Linked DNA regions of Mus musculus: all the other regions are linked to region 3. Evidence: chromatin contacts called from public Micro-C and promoter capture Hi-C data. All regions are on one chromosome and are shown on one strand. Each heading gives the region's core, a stretch centred on a gene start, on an enhancer-like site or on the middle of the called end of the contact. The rest is flanking DNA. Distances are from core to core; before and after follow the strand shown.

The links. Promoter capture Hi-C pulls out the DNA fragments that hold promoters and counts their contacts. Hi-C and Micro-C count contacts between places; a contact is called where the count stands out from the background.
Region 1: a Micro-C map of embryonic stem cells shows a contact between it and region 3, with 8 times the contacts expected there. The contact joins the promoter of 3110021A11Rik here to the promoter of Cecr2 in region 3. A contact is called at or near these places in 3 of 39 promoter capture datasets (hippocampal neurons and liver) and 1 of 484 Hi-C or Micro-C datasets (embryonic stem cells).
Region 2: a promoter capture Hi-C map of neural stem cells shows a contact between it and region 3. The contact joins the promoter of Tuba8 here to the promoter of Cecr2 in region 3.

Annotation. Positions count from the first base shown.
Region 1 is chr6:119,846,631-119,849,487 of GRCm38.p6, reverse strand. It overlaps 3110021A11Rik (RIKEN cDNA 3110021A11 gene), which reads right to left and starts at 1,295. Exons shown (of 1, transcript NR_030776.1): 1 at 459-1,295. Erc1 (ELKS/RAB6-interacting/CAST family member 1) reads left to right here and starts at 1,338. Exons shown (of 21, transcript NM_053204.2): 1 at 1,338-1,611.
Region 2 is chr6:121,209,161-121,212,025 of GRCm38.p6, reverse strand. It overlaps Tuba8 (tubulin, alpha 8), which reads right to left and starts at 1,292. Exons shown (of 5, transcript NM_017379.2): 1 at 1,190-1,292. The coding sequence starts at 1,192.
Region 3 is chr6:120,664,966-120,667,813 of GRCm38.p6, reverse strand. Cecr2 (CECR2, histone acetyl-lysine reader) reads right to left here and starts at 1,500. Exons shown (of 19, transcript NM_001368706.1): 1 at 1,107-1,500. The coding sequence starts at 1,232.

The sequences.
Region 1 (2,857 bases), core at 46-2,545, 820 kb after region 3:
ATCTTTGAAGATTCTTTTCTGGCTGCTGAATAGTCCCGTTTAGCTGCACACTCTCTAACAATTGGCTGTCATATGTTAGATGTACTGAAGGGGAATCAGTTTAGTGTGCCCAAGGAGCTGTAATGACCCAAGTGCATTTTGGAAGGGAACAATTAGAGAATCTGGAAAGGACAAAATATAGTTTGGTGGATGAACGTGAATACTACAGGATGGGGGAAGATGTTAATGGGATTAGGAAGAGTGTAAGCCGGTTAATTATGATGGTGGGAGGTTAGGGATGAGTAAACCGGTGAGTCTTAGCTCCTCTCATCTCAAAGGCATTTCAAATTAGCTTAATAAGCGCTGTGAGTATGGGGATGAGTGTAATTCACACCACCCTTGGATTTTCGGCTTAGAGATAGCTTATCTACATTTTTAAGATTAGTAACTATGTGTTGCCCCCACCTCCGTATTTTTTTTTTTTTTTTTTTTTTGGCTTGCTCTTGACAAAAGGCAAAGGTTGAAATTCAGCAGCAGAAAACTGGGCTGTCTAAAATAAGGTAGCAGCTGCTTTGTAGTTCGCCTTGCTTGGTGTGAGGGCTAAATAAAAAAGGTAACGCGGTGAAGCATTTGGCACAGTACACTGCATGTGGACATCAGGTTCCGCCCACACTCTTCCTCCCTGGAATGATCCTTGCAAAAAAAGCCACCTACTGAGGCGAGGGTCTTTTGCCATGACCGCTTGGACAGCCCAGATGACTCAAGAGTATTATTGCCTTCCACAGCCTCACAGCGCAAAAGCCAAGGGTGAGAGAAGCTAACTTCTCTTGGACAAAGGGTGTCCAGGCAGCCGTGGCTCTAATGACAAGCCCTGAGCTATTTATTTCCTAAGGTGGCGGCCGTCCCAGGGTTCGGGTAACGGGCTTGCCAAGGAAGGGGCGGGGCGACTCCAGGTTTGGGAAAGGCCACTCCACTCCTGGGGCTTCCAGCAGTCCACGTCCTACGGCAAGCAGGAGGAGACAAACGCCGCCCCTCCTCGTCCGCACCTTCCTCGCTCAATATCGCGGCCCGGGCTCCCGGTGGACGCTCGGCCGTGGGTGTGGGTGTGGGTGTGTGTGTGAGGGGCGGCGCTACGTGTGGCGCAACCCTGCCTCGGCACCCAGTTACCTTCGCGGCCTCGGAGCGCCGCACTTGTCGATCCTGGCGCGCGGTCCCGTGGAGCGGCGTAGCGGGGCGCTTCCCAGTGGGACGAGGGAAAGCCCAGCGGCCCGGGAGAGCGGGAGGCGGGGCGAGGGCGCCGCGCGGGCGACAGGGGGTGGGGCTAGGTGTGCGCGGGGGGCGGGGCGTGGTGACGTCGCGGGCGCCGGTCGTGCTGTGGCGGTGGCGGCGGCGGCGGCGGCTGTGGTAGTGTCGGCGGCAGGCTGTCCGGGAAGCAGTAGCAGCAACCGCAGCAGCAGCGGCGGCCCTGAGGAGAGTAAGGCGGCCGCGTCGGCAGCGGCTCGCTCGTCAGGCGGAACCTCGATCTGCCCAGAGGTCGCAGGCGCCGAGGCATTTGTCGTTTCCTACCCGGCTCGGCGCTCCCGGCCCTGGCTGGGCAGGGCAGAGCGCCCCTGGGGAGGGGCGGAGCTGTAGGTGAGGCTTGGGGACCCCTCCCCCTCCTTTTTGGGCCGGGGGTGGGGAGGAGGATGGGGAGGTCGGGAGGGCGGACCCCGCCCCAGCGCACCCGAGCCCACCGGCGGCCGCGCCCTGCGGAGCTCCCGGATTGGGCGGGAGCGAAGGCGCTGGCGGTAAGGATCGCTGCTGGAGGTGGGAGGTGGGGGGCTTCTGGCCCACCGAGAGCCGAGGGTGGGAGGCATGATGTGGGGCTATTGGGGAGCCCTGGAGTTGGGGTGCGGCCAAGGTGGATCGGATGTAAAATGTTTAAGATGATCTTATTATTTTGAACCTGGTTAGATAGAAGAGGAAAGGTTGTATTTCAGATGGAAAATGAGGCATGGATGTCGCCTTGGAGGTAGCTGGAGGGGCTACTGCAGCAGATCTCACATTGCCACTCTAGGGTTTTGGTTCTTTTCTTGGTCAGATGAGTAGAATTCGCTGAGGGAAGAGAATCCCTTTGCGTTGACTTGGGGTTGGTAAATTGGGAGCGCGAGTGAGTGAGGTTTTTACACACAAGAAGGAAGATGTTGGTGTTTAGACAACTTCATTCTATAGCAACCAACCATGAAGGAGTGAGTCTCATTACTCTTAGCCCCTCAAAAGTGCTATCAGCCTTTTCTTTTCCTTGCCCCCCTCAACCCCCTCTCCTGTGCTTGATCTCTTTGTACCATTTTTCATTTTTGAGTTGACCCGTTAAGAAAAGGCCCTGGACTCAGAGTAATAGTTGCAGGTGGTTGTGGCTGATTGCTTTGAGCGAACTGTGAACAGTTCTGTTGGAGATGACTGTATGAAATTGCTTAAGCGTTTAAAGTGCAACTGTCTCTTACATCTTGTTTTTCAATAGACCTTGATACATTTTGCGTTTATTTAATCATTATGTGTGTGTGCCTGGCATACACACGATAGATTACTCCCTCCCTCTTTGAGGTCAAAGGTCAAAGCTTTTGGGACTTGGTTCTCCCACTGTGGATGGCTGGGATCAAACTTTGGTTATTAGACTTGTGACATAAGCACTTTTTTCTGTTGAGTTATCTGGATGTCCCTATTTTTCCGATTCTTCTTCTGTCTCAGCCTTCCAAGTGTGAGATTAGACATGATCTGGCTTTCTTGAAGATCGATTTTATTTTTTTATTTTCAGGTGTACTTACTGTTGTCTCCCCCCCCCCCCCTTTTTCTTTGGTTTTGTTGTTTTCCGAGACCTGATTTCTCAGTGTAGCCCTGG
Region 2 (2,865 bases), core at 43-2,542, 540 kb before region 3:
CAGGAGAGCCAGCGCCAGAAAGTCTTGGGCAATCTCCCAAATGAACAGCCAGAGGGGAGGAGGAGGGGTGGCAGGAGGAGGGGAAAAGGAGGGCGGAGGGGATGGGGGAGGGAGAAAAGAGGTGGGGAGGAGAGAAGGAAGGTTCTGGCCTGGCTGTTCTGTCACTGACACCAGAGCAAGTGGCTCAGAGAACCTGACCTTGGCCTGTGAGATACTCTTATTCTGCCCACCCCTCTCCACTCTAACCTTTCTGTCCCACTTCACTGCGGACACACCAGGGCTTCCTGGCGTGGGGGGAGGGGGGCGGGAGAGCAATGATTGAGGCCAACGTTAGTCCCCCGCAGGGGAGCTTCCCAGGGGCTTTGGCAGAGATGCTGTAAAGCTCGCTCTGAGGGGCTGTGAAGGTAGCAGCCGCTAGTGGAGACAGCAACTAATGAAGAAGAGTTGCTGCCTGGAAGCCAGAATAGAAAATAAAATGAAACGGCTTAGGTCCCCTGGTATCTGGGTCCCAAACTTCTGAGTCCCAAAGTCTTTTTGACTTTGACCGCCGGGAAAGGTGAGGAGCCTGCTCCAGCGCCAGGCGCTTGCGAAGCTGGTTTGGACCCAGCTGAAACTGAGGGTGCCCCAAACCCAAGCCGATGGCCGAGGAGCCAGCACTGGTGACAGGCACCTGGGAAACGTCTTGGGTCCATAACACCCAGCTCGAATTGAAGTTGCCCTAAACCCAAGCCGATAGCCGATGGCCGGGTGATGAGGGTGGAGAATGACCCCGGGAACGTGCCACTTTTGATTAGGTTTGGAGACTACTCCCCCAGGCCACCCAGGTCCAGACCACCTGTCCAGAATCCCTCGGCATCCCATTTCTTCTCACTCTGGTCCACGAGTGGCTACTCCCCCAGATTCTAACGTATCTCTCCACCGAGCTCTCCAGGTTCGCCCTCCTCTCTTTAGCGAGCGCAGATCGGTCTTAGGTCCCTTTAAGGATCCAATAGCCCCTGCTCTCTACATTCTCTACAAAATATTCTCACCCCTGGGAAACAAGACCCTTGACCCTGAACTGACCCACAGACCCTCCAGGAGACTTGGAGCCCAGTAGATCCAAAGCCACCCCACAGCTACCCCGTGGCCCCGCAGCTCTCTCCCCGGCACCTGCGCGCGTCCGGGGCCAGCCCGGGCGGGGAAGTCTCACCATCGTGGCCGCTCTCTTCGCCCGCTCGCCTCCCAGCTGGGCCTGCCCACCCCAACTGCTCCAGATACGGCCGCCTCCGCGGTTGTGACACACTGCGAGGGAGGGGGCCTGAGACAGACATGCTGGGCCAGCAGTTGCCCTGCAGCATCACAGTGCCCGCGGAGGGGAGGGACCTGGGTAGGTCACAATGGCACCTCCCCTCCCACCAGAGGCTCCCTAGTCCAGCCTGGCTGCTTCTCATGCCCGGAGCTGCCACTGAGCTCCTGAGCCTTGCAGTCCAGGAAGCAGTCCTGTGACCGCAACACACGTGTGCATACAAACCCCGCATCCACTCCGAGGCCACTGGAAAGCAGTGGAAAAATACTCCAAAACAAATGCTTGTTTCTCCCCCCAAATGTTCATAGTCGTCCTGCTGCCAACACTGGCTGGTGTGGTGGGAAGACACTAATCTGTTAGCCGGTCACCTCAGTCCAGGAGAGCCTGCAGGATCAGACCAGCCCGTGGTCAGAGCCCACGCTTCTGCTTCCACCACTGCCTGCCTGGTTACTGGAGAAGTCAGAAGATGGTATGCCTCTGCATCTGCATCTGCATCTGCTGCAAGCCCTCCATAGTAGATTCAGGGATTCAGCACTATTTTAAATACTCTCAGAATATCTCCATGATTCTCAAGTCTCTCCTCCTGACCCACTCCTACAAGAGCCTTTCCTACGTAATCCCCAAATGTGTCACTTTGCATGTACCCCAGAACATCAGGGTTCTCACTGCCTCTGCCCTGTTAGGACCTCCTCTTAGTGGCCACAGATGACACTGAAGAGCAAAGGATTTCTTCACCCTCCATCTAGTTGGGTGAGGATAGGGGCTCACCTAGCCTGTAACCCTGGCTGTCCTGGAACTTGCTTTGTAAACCAAGCTGGCCTGGAACTCACAGAGCTCCACCCACCTGCCTCTGCTTCCAAAGTGTGTGCTACCATGCTCAGCTTAAGAGCCTCTCTAGTTGCCCACATTACTAACAGGCTCCACAAGTCCCTTTGTCTCCAAGTCGGTTGGGGTTGGATGGTTCTTACACCTGAACTGCGACATGGAATTCCCTATCAAGGGCCACTTCATACTTAAGAGATATAACCCAGCTTTTCTTCCCTCCCTCTTTTCTCTGGCAACTTCCCACCACACAAGTCACTGTGGGAAGTTAAGAGTTCTTCAAGATGTAGGTGGAGCTGCTGTGGCCAGATGTTGGCTCTGTTTCCAAACATAGATGAAGACACACCTTTGCTTCTGTGCTCAGGAAGCAGCAGAGTAAAACTTATCTAGGTAGTAGTTTATTCTGTTGGCTCACCTTTCATGTATTTGTCTATGAGTTTCTTGAGGAGAGGATACATGTTTTAATCATCTTTGCATGTGAGAAAGTACTGAAAACACTTCCCACTGATACACGGCCTCCAAGCTGGAACTGCCTACCCCAAGGACTCCAGATAAACTGCCTCCACTGCTGTAACACACATGAAGAGTTCTGGGGACAAAGTGCTGGGCCAGCAGCATCACAGTGCCCACACAGAGGAAGGACCCAGGTAGGTCACAGTCTTATACTGTAATAGCTTAAAATTGGAGACTCAGTCAGATGGCGGTAGACACCTTTAATTCCACCACTCTGGAGGCAGAGGCAAGCAGATCTCTGTGAG
Region 3 (2,848 bases), core at 251-2,750:
AAGGTGTGCGAAGACCTCAAGAGTCAACAAATTAAAATCAAGATTCGGGGGGGGGGGGGGTGAAGAGGCAACCACAACGGTCAGACTTCCCAAATAAATTACTTTAATTTTGATTACTTCCATTGTAAAGGCAGTCACAAAACTGAAAACAGTAACTGACCAACAACAGTTTCTTGTACCTTTGTCCCAAGGAAGAAAAAAAAAAAAAAAAAGGGTGATTAAGTCCCTACAGACAGGAAAAAAAGCAACTCAACCTGCCAACCAATCAGTATTTCACAATTCCTTCCAAAAATAAATGCCAGGATGCTGCTTCGGACCATCTTATACATTCCGTTTCCCACACTCCCGCCACCGTCCTTGTCATTAGGACCCTCGGATTTTAGTCCAGTTATCACAAAGCCTCGGGTCTTGAAAGCACCTTCGGCCTGGCCAGAAAGCCATTCCTTTCCTCCTCGCTCGCCCGGGGGAATAATGGTGGCGAAATCAACTCAGAGAGAGAGCTCCCGGAATACGGACGGCTGCGCCTTCCTCCGTAGAGGAGCTGTTTTAAAAGGGAGGGGGGCCCAAACTTTCCCTCCACAGTCTCGGCGTCCCGAGCGACGGTGAGCGACGGGCGGTCCCACAAGGAGAACGCCCCAAGCCCAGGCCCCATCTGCGCCCGCCCGAAGTTGACTCGAAGCGCCCGAGAGTTACGGGCCTCCGCAAGTCCGCCAAGTGCGACCCGGGCGAGCGTCTCCCGAGCAACGCCGCCCCTGCCCGAGGCCGCTCCCGCCCCGCCGCTGTGGCCCCCGGCGCGTGAGCCCGCATCGCGTCCCGGTCCCCGCCTGAGCAGCTGCTCGCCGCCTCCGAGGCTCCAGCGGGGAGCGCGCGCGCACTCTCGCCCTCAGACCGGCCGAGAAGTCCCGGGAGAGCCCCGGGGTCCCGCGCCGACAAAAGCAGGCTCGACCCCCGCCGGCGAGAGCGCGCGGGGCCACGGGGAGCCCGTGCCGGCCGCCAGCCTCGTGCCCGCCGCCGAGCCCCCTCGCCGCCCGCACTCCGCGCCAAGTCGGCGGCCCGCGACTCCCCGCAGAGAAGCGCGGAGAAAGGGCGCAGCGCCGGCTACTCACCTCGATCTCGAAGTCGGGCAGGCGGAACGCCGTGCGAAAGAGCGAGCAGAAGTGCGCGATGGCCGGGACTTCCCACCAGGAGCGGAGCTCGCCCAGCCCGGCCGCGCCGCCTTCCTCCGGGCACATCTCCCCGCCGCGCTCGCTCACTCGCTCTCGCTCGCTCGCTCGGACTCCGGCCGCCGGCAGCGCCTCTCACTCAGCGCGCGGCGGCTCCCGCCGCTCGGCGTGAGCTCAAGCGGAGGCGCGGCCGGGCGGGGGGCGGCGGTCCGACTCGCTCAAGCGGCCGCTGCTCGGGCAGCCGGCGGGGGCCGCGCGCTCGCCCCGTCCCGCCGCGGCCGTGCGGCCGCCCCCAATCCCATACAATATAATCCACTCAGCGCTGAGGAAAACAGATGGGGCTGGGGGTGGGGAGGGGGCCCGGCAGAAACCTGGGAGGAGGGGCCGCCCACGAGGAGGGGGCGGGGCCGGCGCGCACCACAACAACAACCCCGCCCCCACCCCTGCGCGGACAGCTGCACCGAGGGCGGGGGAGGGGGAGCGGGCGAGCCGCGCCCGGGGAGGGGCCGCCCGTGACGCGGAGGGGCCCGCGCGCAGCCCGCGGGCGGCCGGGCGGGTGGGAGCCGCGCTCTGCCGTGCAGGTGTTTGGGGCCGGGGAGTTCGGCGACTTTGGTGACGGAAGACAATAAGGGTCTCTCCCACCCCCACGTGGCCTCAGTGGTCGAGTCCTTTTAAAGGGCCCGCGGGGTGGTGCTCTTGCTGGGGACTCGCTCCGGGAGTGCGCACGTGTGGGATTTCAGTTATTACTGCTGTGGAGGGTGGCGCGGGACAGAGCGAGTGGGACGTCCACGCTGGAAACCGGAGGCCCGGGGAAACGACGCGCTTTCCACCTGTTCTTTAGCGCTTTTTTATTTTTATTATTATTACTATTATTAGCCTATCTGAGAACGGGACTTAAGGGAGCGCTAAAGTGCCTCGCTTCTCCAAGGGAAGAAGGTGGTGGGGCTGGTTCGGCTGGAACCGAGTAGGATGGAGGGGTAGAGTGTGGCGGGAAGGGTGGAGTAGGGGGGAGGCACCAATCAGCAGCCTAGCGGGAAGAGCAATTTCCCCCACCCCAGGGAACGGACACGTGCAGCCGCCCTGGAGGAGACTGGCTTTGAGCCCTCTGACTGCCCTCGCCGGAGCGGAGCGCGGCTGCTGCGGGCGCGAGTGCTCACAATGTGGCTGGGAGGCTGGGGGATGGGGAAGAGCCTGGAGACTAAGGACGTGTGTCCGGGTGGGGGTGGAGACCTGCCCGGGCTGCGGGAATACGCTCCGAGAGGAAGGTGCTCGGACTTTAGAAAAGTTAACTGCTATTTAGGACGGTGGAATTCTGTCTAAACCGGAAGGGGAAAAAATCACCCCCGAAATAGCCCAGAAGTTTGGAAAAACTACGTTGTAGTAGCGCCTATTTGTATTGGTCATTTGCGCTTGAGCAGTTCTACTCTAAGAGTCCTGGCTGCTTCTTTAGTCCACCTCGCCAGAAACACCGCCCCTTAGGTGCACTCAAATTCGGCTGTTTAGATAGGTACAACCCTGGAAAGAATAATAGGGAGCGAGTTTGTGAGATAGATGTGTAAGTGGGAGGCCTGGCTCGTTCCTCCTCCCTCACCTATTCTAATTACTTTAATAACTAACCTCTTGTGTCTTTGTAAGGCAGCACTTAAAAACACTAAAATCCTTAAGTTATATATCCAAGTGTGCCT